Regions from separate parts of the Ctenopharyngodon idella genome. Here region 2 is linked to region 1. The links are chromatin contacts, called in public Hi-C maps. All regions are on one chromosome and are shown on one strand. The core of a region is the stretch at or near the end of the contact, and the rest is flanking DNA. Distances in the headings are between cores, read along the strand shown. Region 1 holds the start of ofd1 (OFD1 centriole and centriolar satellite protein). Region 2 holds the start of gpr143 (G protein-coupled receptor 143).

Evidence for each region. Hi-C and Micro-C count contacts between places; a contact is called where the count stands out from the background.
Region 2: a contact with region 1 is called in a Hi-C map of muscle, with 4 times the contacts expected there. The contact joins the promoter of gpr143 here to the promoter of ofd1 in region 1. A contact is called at or near these places in 2 of 2 Hi-C or Micro-C datasets (both in muscle).

What each region holds. Positions count from the first base shown.
Region 1 is chr9:741,788-749,306 of HZGC01, forward strand. It overlaps ofd1 (OFD1 centriole and centriolar satellite protein), which reads left to right and starts at 3,795. Exons shown (of 22, transcript XM_051906122.1): 1 at 3,795-4,036; 2 at 4,995-5,195; 3 at 6,648-6,716; 4 at 6,796-6,823; 5 at 7,006-7,113; 6 at 7,186-7,322; 7 at 7,412-7,519. The coding sequence starts at 3,941. It overlaps trappc2 (trafficking protein particle complex subunit 2), which reads right to left and starts at 3,739. Exons shown (of 5, transcript XM_051906138.1): 1 at 3,571-3,739; 2 at 3,374-3,488; 3 at 684-832; 4 at 499-580; 5 at 28-414. The coding sequence starts at 3,466. The coding sequence ends at 316. It overlaps rab9a (RAB9A, member RAS oncogene family), which reads left to right. Exons shown (of 4, transcript XM_051906136.1): 4 at 1-29.
Region 2 is chr9:898,046-905,564 of HZGC01, forward strand. gpr143 (G protein-coupled receptor 143) reads left to right here and starts at 4,367. Exons shown (of 9, transcript XM_051906129.1): 1 at 4,367-4,661; 2 at 6,979-7,088. The coding sequence starts at 4,367. It overlaps fancb (FA complementation group B), which reads right to left and starts at 4,027. Exons shown (of 11, transcript XM_051906140.1): 1 at 3,880-4,027; 2 at 2,366-2,427.

The DNA.
Region 1 (7,519 bases), core at 2,545-5,044:
AAATTGAAATTAAAAAGTACTGAACAATACTTGTTGAAATTGTTTATTTGATTTAGTAATATACAAGTGTTTGAAATCTTCATCGTGCGGTTGACCGTTTTTGTATTAATGTGCATTTACATTCCTGTTAGTGCTGCGTCTTACAGACTTCTTTAAAAATGATCTTCATTCAAACACCATTTGGTGTACAGTAGCAGGTGAAGACACTGAGTATCAACAACTCAAACATGAAATATGTATCTGAATGTTGAGATAGTATAAACAGAACGCCTGTATGTTTATGCAAAAAACAAAAGAGTATGTGTATAAAACAAATCAACTGAGGAGATGCTTCTTCCCGAGAAACTGCACTTTCCTGTCGAAAGCTGTGGAGCGTATCGGTGCGTTGGCTTCATAGAAGGGATTCATTGCAAACTGGGTAAAAAAGCACATATAAAATGTTTTAAAACAAATTCATATGGTGCTGAAATGTCACTACAGAAATAATATATGATTTACCTTGATGTACAGATCATAAACATCATTAAAGAAGTTCTTGATTCCATCCTCTTGCCGAACATCATGGAGCATAATAAATCTCATATGTATGCAAGTAACGTTAAGGAATAATCATTTCAATGGGTCAGTTAAATGTGAGTGAGTTTGATTCAGTCATGCATGTCAGAAAGATTTGGATGAGAAGGATATGACCAGCAGTGACGAAGGCAGAGACAAACCATTCATTGAATTTGTCCACAGTCTTCAGGTACATGTTGCTGGACTGCCACATGTTCTCATCAACCAGATCAAGAGCGGCATGAGCGATGAACTGGTTCAGATGTCTGTGATCATCCTGTCAAGAAGAATTTCAGTTTTACTGCTGTTAAGTTTAAGAAGATTTGATGTAAACCACTCTTTAATCTCAGCTAAACAATCAGAGGATAGATGGAGGAAAAGTAGAGGTAGGTCTGGAGGATAGGTAAAGCTGGGTGAAAGCTAAATAATAAGAGAGGGCCCAAGACGGAGCCCTGAGGAACACCAGTAGTAATGTATGAAGGCTTTGATCTAAACTGCTTCAGTTGTACAAATTGATTATGACCCATAAAATAAACCAAGTCAAGGGACTCCAATCTGTCTAACAGAATGCTGTGCAAGATAATATCAAATGCTGCACTCAAATCGGGCAAAATTATTATAGATCGAAGTCCCAATTCAGCACCTGACAATAAGTCATTAGAAATCTTAGATAATGCAGTTTCAACACTATGATAACAAAAATGCAAAAAACAAAAGAGTATGTGTATATAAAAAGAGGTAAAAGATAAATAATAAATAAGAGAGGGCCCAAGACGGAGCCCTGAGGAACACCAGTAGTAATGTGCGAAGTCTTTGATCTAAACTGCTTCAGCTGTACAAATTGAGTACGATCCATAAAATAAGATCTAAACCAAGTCAAGGGACTCCAATATGTCTAACAGAATGCTGTGCAAGATAATATCAAATGCTGCACTCAAATTGGGCAAAATTATTATCAGTTCAGTCAATAATTCAGGATCATTGTACTTGTTTTTAGTTATTTGTTTGTTTTACATGTCACTGTTTATAGTTGTGTTATTTGTATCTTTATTATGTTTTTTTTTTTTTTTTTTTTTTTTGTATTGTACTGGCTTTTTATGCTGCCTCTTGGCCAGGTCGTCATTGTAAATGAGAACTGGTTCTCAATTGACTCACCTGGTTAAATAAAGGTTAATAAATAAAGGTTAATAATCGAAGTCCCGAATCAGCAGCTGACAATAAGTCATTAGAAATCTTAGATAATGCAGTTTCAACACTATGATAACAAAAAATGCAAAAAACAAAAGTGTATAAAACGGGATAAATAAGAGAGGGCCAAAGACGGAGCCCTGAGGAACACCAGTATTGACTTACGAAGGCTTTAATTGAAACTGCTTCAGCTGTACAAATTGAGTACAACCAATAAAATAAGATCTAAACAAAGTCAAGGGACTCCAATCTGTCTAACAGAATTCTGTGTAAGATAGTATCAAATGCAAATCGAGCAAAATTATTATAGATCAAAGTCCCGAATCAGCAGCTGACAATAAGTCATTAGAAATCTTAGATAATGCAGTTTCAACACTATGATAACAAAAATGCAAAAAACAAAAGAGTATGTGTATATAAAAAGAGGTAAAAGATAAATAATAAATAAGAGAGGGCCCAAGACGGAGCCCTGAGGAACACCAGTAGTAATGTGCGAAGTCTTTGATCTAAACTGCTTCAGCTGTACAAATTGAGTACGATCCATAAAATAAGATCTAAACCAAGTCAAGGGACTCCAATATGTCTAACAGAATGCTGTGCAAGATAATATCAAATGCTGCACTCAAATTGGGCAAAATTATTATCAGTTCAGTCAATAATTCAGGATCATTGTACTTGTTTTTAGTTATTTGTTTGTTTTACATGTCACTGTTTATAGTTGTGTTATTTGTATCTTTATTATGTTTTTTTTTTTTTTTTTTTTTGTATTGTACTGGCTTTTTATGCTGCCTCTTGGCCAGGTCGTCATTGTAAATGAGAACTGGTTCTCAATTGACTCACCTGGTTAAATAAAGGTTAATAAATAAAGGTTAATAATCGAAGTCCCGAATCAGCAGCTGACAATAAGTCATTAGAAATCTTAGATAATGCAGTTTCAACACTATGATAACAAAAAATGCAAAAAACAAAAGTGTATAAAACGGGATAAATAAGAGAGGGCCAAAGACGGAGCCCTGAGGAACACCAGTATTGGCGTACGAAGGCTTTAATCGAAACTGCATCAGCTGTACAAATTGAGTACAACCAGTAAAATAAGATCTAAACAAAGTCAAGGGACTCCAATCTGTCTAACAGAATTCTGTGTAAGATAGTATCAAATGCAAATCGAGCAAAATTATTATAGATCAAAGTCCCGAATCAGCAGCTGACAATAAGTCATTAGAAATCTTAGATAATGCAGTTTCAACACTATGATAACAAAAATGCAAAAAACAAGAGAGGGCCCAAGACGGAGCCCTGAGGAACACCAGTACTGATGTACTGTATGAAGGATTTGATCTAAACTGCTTCAGCTGTACAAATTAAGTATGACCCATAAAATAAGATCTAAACCAAGAGACTCTAATCTGTCTAACAGAATGCTGTGCAAGTATCAAATGAAGCAAAATTAGTACAGATAGAAGTCCCGAATCAGCAGCCGACAATAAGTCATACGAAATCTTAGCTAATGCAGTCTCAACACTATGATATGGACAGAAACCAGATCCTGCTGTCAGGTATCATTGACATCATTACATCATGATGACTATTTTACCATGTTGTCAGGAATCACTGACATCATCATGCCCACCTTTGATTCCGCCTTTCCAGGAGGGAGGAACTCCATCTCAAACACTGGGTTATCATGATGACCCACCATAACGAAATAAAAACTCCCCGACATTGTGAATCGTCAGTGTTTAGAGCTGTAAACATGAAATCGACAGTCAGTTATTGACATTACTGGACATGTAAACACTGATGAATGTGCACAAAAACACATCTTACCACAGGAATGATAACGTTAGTTTGGCTTTCTTTACAAATGACACATTCTATCAACACACCTCCTTTAAATAAATAACTAATTATATAAATCACATGAAGAATAACGACAGCCGATGAGGATCATACGCGTATTGTGGACAGAGTTCCCGTTTCCGCCCAGCTGACACAAACAGCCAATGAGAGGACTGAAAGCGTCGTACGTCACAACGACGAAACCGGATATACAACAGTTTGTTGTCAGTTAGAGATTTTAAAGGAGCTGCTTCACCCGTCGCTAAGGGACCGACTGTGGTGTATCATCGATGATTGATCGATTCTGCGAATGTTTATCGATTAGCATGAATGATCGTGTATGTAGAGTTCAGTGATCATGTCTGTGAGTAAAGAGGAGAGTTTGTCCCCGGATGAGATGCGACAGAAACTCTATCAGACCTTCAAGAGTCGCGGGGTTCTGGACACTCTGAAGGTGTGTGTGTTTCCTCACAGTCAGCTGTTAATATTATCTTGATAAATTAGCATAGTGTTTTTGTGCAGACTTGTCTTTAAACTTATGTAACTTACAGTTTTCAAGCCCTATCTATCTATCTATATCTATCTATCTATCTATCTATTATCTGCAAATTGTATAATATCCAAGATACACATTTCTAGTAATTGTACAGTTAATTCTCATATTGTATTTTCAGAAAGTTTTGGAATATTTTTCATTTGTCACCCCAAATTTGTCACTACCGAAACACAATAATAAGTTATATTGACCTATTAAGATCTACCTTGTAAATATATTTTTTGCTATTTAAAAAAATAAATCAATAACAATTACAATTTTAACAATATTTCAAGTGTAATTTATGAGATTTGTTGTATTTTAAATCCAATCTTTCTTTGTAAAAGTCATAAAGTTCATCATACTGATTTCAAAGTTAAAGGGTTAGTTCAACCAAAAATGAAATTTCTGTCAATTATTATTAACCCTCATGTCGTTCCACACCCGTAAGACCTTTGTTCATCTTCAAAACACAAATTAAGATATTTTTGATGAAATCCGAGGTCTCTATTGACAGCAAGATAATTAACACTTTCAATGCCCAGAAAGATGTATTTAAAACAGTTCATGTGACTACAGTGGTTCAACCTTAATGTTATGAAGTGACGAGAATACTTTTTGTGTGACTTTATTCAACAATATCTAGTGATGGGCGATTTCAAAACACTGCTTCATGAAGCTTTTGTTTCAAATCAGTGGTTCGGAGCGTGTATCAAACTGTCAAAGTCACGTGATTTCAGTAAACAAGGCTTCGTTACGTCATGAGTGTTTCAAAATGTTTCGAAATTTCAATGGTTTGCCACTGGGGGGCGTGACTTTGGCAGTTTGATACACTGATTCGAATCAAAAGATTCATAAAGCTGTTTACATCTTCCAGACGCAGCTCCGTAATCAGCTGATCCAGGAGCTGCAGCAGCCGGTGCGGAGAGGAGAAGCCGTTCCCAGACGCGCCGCGGCTCACGCTCACTCTGTGTTAGTGACCGCGTGCAACAGTGTGATCATAGATCACCTGCGGAGCGTCGGATACGAGTACACGCTGTCTGTCTTCTACCCCGAATGTGGGATGAGCAAAGACAAGGTGATGTTACGTGACTTCACACTCATTATTGCATGGTTTTGCAGTTCTGTTTCATGCATTTGTCACAATGTGATGCAGCTTTACAAAAGAGGCTGTTATTGAAGGAAAATCTTCATGAAGAACTAGTTTTTTAGTAGACATGAGTGGACCTCAGTGAAATCCAAAATATAAATATAGCTGTATAGCTGGGACCTTTAAGCACATTCATAAAAAGGTATTTTAATTAGCAAACCTTTAATCTCAATCAAAGATGGAAAAGACCATTTACAGCCAATACAGGCAATTTACCATAGGAAATATATGGTTTTTAAAGCTTTTTAACAGTTATCGAGGTTGAGCCAAAAATCTAGGACTAGTTCGCCAAAGTTGGTTTTTGAAATAATCTCCAATATTTAACGAACGATTCGATGGACAGCGGTGGTCCTAGAGGCAAAGTTGCTCAGAATGAGGAGTTCTACCATGTGGTATGAATGTCGTGGGCGTGTGTGAGCCTTCGTACATCAGTACTGGTGTTCCTCAGGGCTCCGTCTTTGGCCCTCTTTTACACTCGTGAAAAACATGAAGGTGCCCCCTGTTGGCCGATTTCTTTCGAATTTCTAACAGGCCTCTAGGGCCGTGAGTCAAACAGGCCCAGAGAGTTTCGTTTCGATCGGCCTCCGTTTACCTTGTCTGATAGCTGCTCAAACTTCACTGGCCGATGGCAGACATGTTTTTTGAGATACGTCAATGTCCTCATACACAGTCATGACACCTCGGACAAAGACACTGCATGCCAATTTTCAAGTCGATCAGACTAACGGTGAAGCAGTTATAGCCGTTTTCATATTTTTTTCCTGTTATAGCGCCACCAAGTGGCCAGCCACCACGTCCTTTTTCACACGACCACACAATGAGCTCTTACACAGGTGTGCCAAATTTGGTGAAACTATCTCATTCCGTTCACCAGTTATAGCCATTTTAGTAAAAGTGGCTCCGTTTTGGCGGCCCTTAGAGACCGTGAATCGAAATTTCAACTTTTTTATTATTATTATTGACAATCAGACTCCGGAGAATCTCGCTGCACTGGTTTGGTTACGATCAGGCCAAAAAACTAAGACTAGTTCGCAAAAGTAGGTTTTTCAAAAAATCCAAAATACCTGAAAATTTCACAGAACGACGAGCGAAGGGTTATAAGCGATTTCAATCTTTTGACCGCTGTAGCGCCCCCGTCAGGCCGATCGGGGCGAGCCTTGGTGACGTTGTAGACGGTGTGGGTACTAACAGCCCTCAAAGTTTCCAGTTTCTTACGGTTTGGTTTGCCTGATCACTTTTAGGAGAGAATGATGATCCTTGGAAATTTAACAATTACAAGAGAGTTTCAGCGCTTGAACCCCTAAAAAGTATGATTTGACCCCTTTAAACCAACACCAGGTGTTATAGTATGATAATATCTTGTTTTTGTTTGATTTCAAGGTGTTATCAACCAGAGACCTTCTGCAGCTCATGAAGATCAGTCCTCACATGCCCTTATACAAAGCTCTGGTAATACAGTTTATGCTTAAATACCATTCGATTAGTTGTTTTGGCGTAATTAATTTCTTCTTCTTTCACGTTCGGGCAGGTATCAGATATACAGAAAGGACAGACAGGTAAGATATACACTATTACTGATTCCTTTTTGGTATGAAAATCCCATCCTAAATGTTTTTCTTGTTGAATATCCGGTCTCCCTTCTGTAAATCATGAGAACTGGAGTAAATCGGTTGTGGATAGCGTTTGACTGAGGCGTTTGTTGCTGCGACAGCATGATGAATGTTATTTTACCCTTCAGGTTTCCTGATGAGCCTCTTCATGGAGCTCACAGACCATCACGTTCACAGAGACCGCTGTGACACGTCTACACAAACCACCTCTATATCAGCGCAGAAAGAATCTCTTGGTAAGTCTCCGCTTTCATCTGTCTGTCTATTGGCTCTTCCGTGTTATAAATGAGCACTTTCATCTTTTTAAGTTGAGAAGATGCAGCTGATTGACGAGGAGTATGAAGTGCTTCGGCACAGAGGAGACCGCTGGGCGTCAGTGGAGGCGAAGCTTGCGGAGTACAGGAAGGAGATCCAGGAGCAGGCGCAGGTCGAGCTGGAAGCAAAGGTCTGACGCCCGCGAGTCTTTACCTCCACCGCTTTTGCTGTAGTTAGTAGTTGCAGGAGGTTAAACAACTTTTTACTGTCTTCGTGCAGCTGCAGCACTTCATGGATGTGGAGATCACGAAGGTGAAGAGGGAGGAGAAAGAGGCCTCGCGGAGAGAGATTCTGGAGCTGAGACGAGACCTGGAGAGAACTTATGAG
Region 2 (7,519 bases), core at 3,117-5,616, 160 kb after region 1:
CAAATAACAAAGTAACCAGAAACAAATTCTTTGATTAAGAAAAATATTGTTTTGCTTGATTTTTTTTTTTTTTTTTGCCTCCATCTGTTTTATCAAACTGAAACTTCGTAACAGAAATGTTAAACAAGTGTTGATTACAACATTATTTTGTCGTCCCTCCGTTTCCCCGCTGGAATCGCTGCACTGTCCAATCAGAAGACAGACGCACAACAATCAGTTTTATAACGATCTTCACAACAGCCTCTTGATTTCCTCGCACTAATTACAGCTCCAGTCCTGCTGTTCTGATTAAACTGCTTCAGCTCTGATCAGCCGGCGGCGTGTTGTTCGGGTCTCTCTCCAGTCTGAACTGAAAACAAGCTCAGATGAAGCTGTCGGATCAATGGAGAGTTAATGACGGAGACTCCTGCATCAGGAATCACGACTCGACCCTCGCTGACCTGCTGATGGACGTCAATATCGGCATCAGACGAGACGCTTCGGCTCATATTAGCAGCTCTGTGATGATGCTGTTGCCCTGGTGACGGATCACTCTCTCTTTAACCCCCAGATGAACTTTCCTCATTTGTTTTATGATGTGCCACTCCAATAAACACCAGCACAGCTTCATTTACACTTTCATTTGAAGGTGAAAGCTAAAGTTCTGCTGGGAACAAGTGTTGTTTCAGATATTAATTAAACTTTTTCTCCGCCGTTGACGGAATTTTCCTGGCAATTCATGTTTCCACTGATATACAGTAGGGGGCGCTGTTACACATCTTCTGAAAGAGTACAGAATCTCCAGATCAAAACACAGATGAAGAAGAAGCAGAAACAAGTGATTGAAGCATTGCTGACGCACAGAAATAACACGATCATCAAACGAAAGCATGAAGCTAGAATTAAATGGCAAAAGCTGATATTTAAATTTGTTTTTATTATTTATGTTTTCATTTTAAAGCTTTAGTAATTAGTTATTAGTTTGTTTGTTTTGTTTTTTTAAATGTGTTTATATAGTTATCAATTTGTTTGCGGCTCTAATGGCTTACTGCTTTTGCAAAATGTTGACAGCAGTTTTTATTTTAGATTCATTATAGTATTAATTTTTTTTTTAGATTTCATATTAGTTTTAGTAATTAAGTTATGCGCTTTTGATATTTTATTAGTTTTTATTTTTAAATATTGCTATAATTTATTTCATTTTTAGTCATTTTAGTACATCAAGTTAAACTAAATGAAAATGAAGAATGTTGCCTTGGCAATTTTTTATTTTTTATATGTATTTTTATGTTTTATGTCAGTTAAAATGTATTTTATTTGAAGTAACAAACATTTTTTTATTTTATTTCAGTTAAAGTTCATTTCAAGTAACAAAAGTGTGTTTTTATTGTTTTAATATTAGTTTATTATAATGGGGAACTGAACCTGCTAATAAAATGCAGTCAGAATTTACAGAAATAATACATTTATTTAATAACAACCCTGATTTTTTTGAAAACTAACACGTGTTTGTAATCATACAGATGTTTGCAGTCATTAAAGATCAGAGATTGTGTATTGAGGTGTGATTTGTGTTGTGTTACAGCGACTCCTGCTGGTGAAGAGGAGCATCACACACTTCAGCTGCTTCAAAGATCAAACAATTAAACTTGAAATAAAAAACCTAAAAGTTTCACTTCAGCTGGTTGCCAAGGCAATATTACAGACATTAAATGACAAAAATCACAAAACGTGAAAGCAGAAAATATAAAAATAAAAAATAATTCAAAATATTAAAAACTATAATAGTATCTTAATGGTACTAAAATAACAACAATGAATGTATAATATGAAAATAATCATGTTTATAATAATGGTAAACATGACTGTACCAGTGATACAGTGTTACAGCGCCCTCTAGTGACGCCAGACTGACTGTGCGTCTGTTTCTCATGTTTGGCATATAAATATTAGATGAAAAACTAAAACTGAAAAGAATAAATTTAAATGCTAATATTAGTAAAACTATAAAAAAAAATAAAAATAATAATAATAATAATAAAAACAAAATACAACTATTTGAGCTAAAATGAAAGCTGAAGACATCAAATTAAACAAACCAAAAAAAAGCTCATTCAAAATATTAATAAATAATAGTGACATTTCTGTCAAGCCTGAGTCAGATAATTTGACAGTTTGTTTGTATTAAAACAACTAGTTTTAATGACATTTGTGTGTCTGTGTATATATATGATTTATTAAACCTGTAAAACTGTGGCTTTTTGTTTGTTGCACAGGTTTATGAGCGCTGAAACTGTGACACTTGAACATCATTTAAAGTGCGTTTTCTGACCCTTTATGAGAAAACATGAGTTTCTGAGAGACTCTAGTGAGACTCAACACTCACCTACAGACGAGCTGACAGGAAGTGGAAGAGAACAGGGGAGTCATGTGACCAGATATTCAGATCTGTGGGGAAAAAAACAACAAAAAAAAACATTTAAAATCCATCTGAAATGCTATAAAATCTCTATATAAACACTAGCAGTGAAAAGTTTGGAATAATGAAGATTTTTTAAAATGTTTTTGAAAGAGTCTCTGAAAGGCAAAAATACAGTAAAAATAGTGAAATATTATTCCAATGTAAATCAGCTGTTTTCTATGTGAATATATAGTAAAGTGTAATTTATTCCTGTGATCAAAGCTGAATTTTCAGCATCATTACTCCAGTCTTCAGTGTCACATGATCCTTCAGAAATCATTCTGATATGATGATTTGATGATCAAGAAACATTTATGATTATTATCAATGTTGAAAACAGTTCAGATTTTTGTGGAAACCGAAATACATTTTATTTTTCAGGATTCTTTGATGAATAGAAAGTTCAGCATTTATTTGAAATAGAATCTTTTGTAACATTATAAATGTCTTTACTGTCACTTTTGATCAATTTAATGTCTTTTCACACACGCAATTACACACTCACAAAAATCACACACACAAAATCACTATCATACACACACACTAACACAAAATCACAATCACACACAAACTCAGACACACACACACACACACACACACACACACAAAGTCACAATCACACACACACACGCACGCAATTACACACTCACAAAAATCACACACACAAAATCACAATCATACACAAACTCAGACACACACACACACACTCACACAAAATCACAAGCACACACACACGCACACACACACACACAAAGTCACAATCACACACACACACTCACACAGTCACAATCACACACACACACACACACACACACAAGTCACAATCACACACACACACACACACACAAAGTCACAATCACACACACACACACACACACAAAGTCACAATCACACACACACACACACACACAAAGTCACAATCACACACACACACACACACACACACACACACTCACGCAATTACACAATCACAAAAATCACAATCATACACAAACTCAGACACACACACACTCACACACACACAATTACACTCACAAAAAAATCAAACACACACACACACACACAAATTCACACAATTAAACACAATCACACACACACACACACACACACACACACACACACACCCACCAACACAATCACACACAAAAAAATCACAATAACACACAATTACACTCACATAAATCCCAGACACACACTCACACACTCACACACACACAAACTCACAGACACACTCACACAATTACACACACTTACGCAATTGCAGACACAAAATCTCTCTCTCTCACACACACACACACACACACACACACAATTACAATCATACACACTCAAACTCTCTCACACACACTGACAATCACACAAACTCACTCACACACACACACACACACACACAGATTGATCAGTTGTTTCTGAAGCTCGGATCAGTTTGTTTCACTCACTGTTGATCAGCAGGACAAACACAAACTCAGTCTGGAAATGTGTTTTTCATTTACTGCGCCGAAGGAAATGCCAGGAAATTTACAATAAACACTTTGTTTTCTGTGTTTCATTCTTTTCTTCTGCAGAGGCCATGTTAACTCCAGCCTGAGAATCAGAGTCTGATGAGCTTCAGCTGTTTGAGGAGCTGAAGAAATCCTGGAGCGGATCGATGACCTGATGTTCTCTCTACAGCAAAACTATGACTGTTAATTAAACATTTCTTTCTTTTTGTATGTTTTATTAAAGCACTAACTCACTCAGGACTGGTAAAAGAAACGCAGTAATATGATTTATACTGTAAGAAGTTATGACGGAGTCATGAAAGCACAGAGACATGAGGGCAGAGTTTGAGCAGCACATTCTCGAGCTGTTGTTCAGTCAGATTAAACCGAAGCACATGATGATGGAGCTCGTGATTTCACTCGCAGCTCAGGGCCAGCGAGATGAATGAGTTTCCTCTTCTTCTTCTTCTCCTCCTCCGTCACCATGGCCTCTCCGCGGCTCGAGACCTTCTGCTGCCCGAACCGCGATCCCGCCACCGAGTTCGTGGTCAGCTTCCAGCCGCTGTTCTTCAGCGCGATCTGCGTCTGCAGCGCGAGCGTCAGCTTCATCTTCTCCCTCATCCAGATCTTACCCAAGCGGAGGGGATACAGGCGGCTGGGACAGCATCCTCATCCCAAACCGGCCTCTTCCCTCCGGATACTCTTCATCATCAGCGTGTGTGATATCTTAGGATGTTCAGGTAAACACACACACACACACACACACACACACACACACACACACACACACACGAACGAGATCTGGGTCAGTCTGTCTGTTTCATAAGCTCCTTCTTTTTTATAAGATTTTAAACACTCAATCAGACAAATAATCTGTTTAAATATTTATAAACTGGATCTTGCCATAAAGCTGATTTGCATCAAATAATGCATCATTCTATATGTTCATAATAATGTTTTAAGTGGAATATTTACAGTTTTATTTACAGTTATGCACCTTTGTTTCTTGTTTATGCTTTATTAAAGAGAAGTGAATGATTAATTTCTTTCTACAGCAACCCAAGTTGGATTGAAAATGGACAAACCCAGCGATTGGGTTGTTTTAATCCATCAAATGGGTTGTTTTAACAGCGATTGGGTTGTTTTAACCCAGCGATTGGGTTGTTTTAACAGCAATTGGGTTGTTTTAATCCAGCAAATGGGTTGTTTTAACCCAGCGATTGGGTTGTTTTAACAGTGATTGGGTTGTTTTAACCCAGCGATTGGGTTGTTTTAACAGCAATTGGGTTGTTTAACCCAGCATTGGGTTGTTTTAACAGCAATTGGGTTGTTTTAACCCAGCGATTGGGTTGTTTTAACAGCAATTGGGTTGTTTTAACAGCAATTGGGTTGTTTAACCCAGCATTGGGTTGTTTTAACAGCAAATGGGTTGTTTTAACCCAGCGATTGGGTTGTTTTAACAGCAATTGGGTTGTTTTAATCCAGCAAATGGGTTGTTTTAACCCAGTGATTGGGTTGTTTTAACCCTGCGATTGGGTTGTTTTAATCCATCAAATGGGTTGTTTTAACAGCGATTGGGTTGTTTTAACCCAGCGATTGGGTTGTTTTAACAGTGATTGGGTTGTTTTAACAGCAATTGGGTTGTTTAACCCAGCATTGGGTTGTTTTAACAGCAATTGGGTTGTTTTAACCCAGCGATTGGGTTGTTTTAACCCAGCGATTGGGTTGTTTTAACAGCGATTGGGTTGTTTTAACCCAGCGATTGGGTTGTTTTAACAGCGATTGGGTTGTTTTTAACAGTGATTGGGTTGTTTTAATCCAGCAAATGGGTTGTTTTAACAGCAATTGGGTTGTTTAACCCAGCAAATGGATTGTTTTAACCCAGTGAATGGGTTAAATGTTTGGGTTAAATAGTTTTATTTAACCCAACTATTGATTAAAATGACTATATGTCTGGCTTAAAATGAACCCAAAATATGTTGGAAATTAAAAATCAGACACATAATTAATAGAGGCAACAATAATAATCAAAAGGTGAACATTTATTAATAAGCAATTTAGTAAATGTTTATTGTTTAATTATTATTCATTAAACTTATTGTTCATTTATTAAACATATTAATAAATGTTCATTTCTAACATATTTTGGGTTCATTTAAGCAAGAAATACAGTAATTTTTAAACAATAGTTGGGTTAAATAAAAATACCCAGCAGGTTGGGCAAACATTTAACCCAACCACTGGGTTAAAACAATCCAATCGACGTTGGGTTTGTCCATTTTCAACCCAACTTGGGTTGTTTTTAACCCAGCATTTCCATATTTTACCTAAATCTGTGCATATCAGTCAGTGATCCTCAAATGGCCAAATGCATGTATTGCCAATAATGTGTTACAGTAAAATTACTGAATGTAATAAGTGCAAAACCACACATGCTATTTTCAGAACATGTTTATTTCATGGTTTTTACCAGAGGACACACAGTTCATTCAGGAACATGAGGAAGAGATTCAACTGCACAAAAGTGGGACCATTTGTTAGATTCATGATACACACTTCCATAGATACACTATGTAACTTTGGCCCTCTAGCGGTTAAATACAAAATAACACTGTTTTAATAGACACGGAACTTCCTAGAAAATAAATTCCAGCACAGCTACAACAACCATAATGAAACGACCCTTTACAATAGATAATGCTTTACTATGTTAATAAGCTAAATGTGGCAATTTATCTGTTCACTAAAATACCACCTGTTGAGTAATAAAACGCGCGTCAACTTTTCTCTATTTACGGATATGACGAGACATGCAGGGGCGAGTGACATTTTCCCGCGAAAAACGCCCCGACAGCTCTAAAATACATATAGGCTTACCATAGTGAATCTGGGCAAGGAAAAACAACACATTTTGGAAGAAGGATTGATTTTGTATTGAAATTGTGTTAATTTTGAACAATAACGTTACGTCTACTGTAAGTATTGTACTGTAAATCCTCCTGTCTTTGCAATCAATGGCTTCAGCACAAAGATAACGGATCTGACGCATCTGTGCAGGAATCATCTTCCGGTCGTCCATCTGGCTCGGGCTGCCCGACCTCATCAACAGAATCTCCGGCGGAAACAGCAGTGACGTCTGGCCGGAAGTGTTTTGTGTTGGCAGTGCGGTAAGAGAAATATCGAAGTGAAGACCGTTATATTTGACATTTCATGCACTTTACATTACTTAAAGTGTTTTAATCTGCAGTTATTTGTACTTGCATAAACATTAGGGATGCAATAGGCCACCATTATCAGTATCGGCCGATATGTTCATTTTTAATGTTATCGTTATCGGCCTGATATTTGAATTTGGCCGATATATATTAAAGCCGATAAATAATGGATTATTTCCTTCAGCTGAGACACTTCAGATGTGCACTGTTCATCATGATGGTTTTGAATTGCTTGAAATATGATTGAAATCACTTCAAAAAGCAAAATACAGTTCAGTTCAACATGTGCAGCGTAAGTCTGTCATATAAGATACATAATATTATAATGAGAACATTATAATTGTGTGTTTGGGACATGGATTTTAATGGTGAAACTTTTGTTT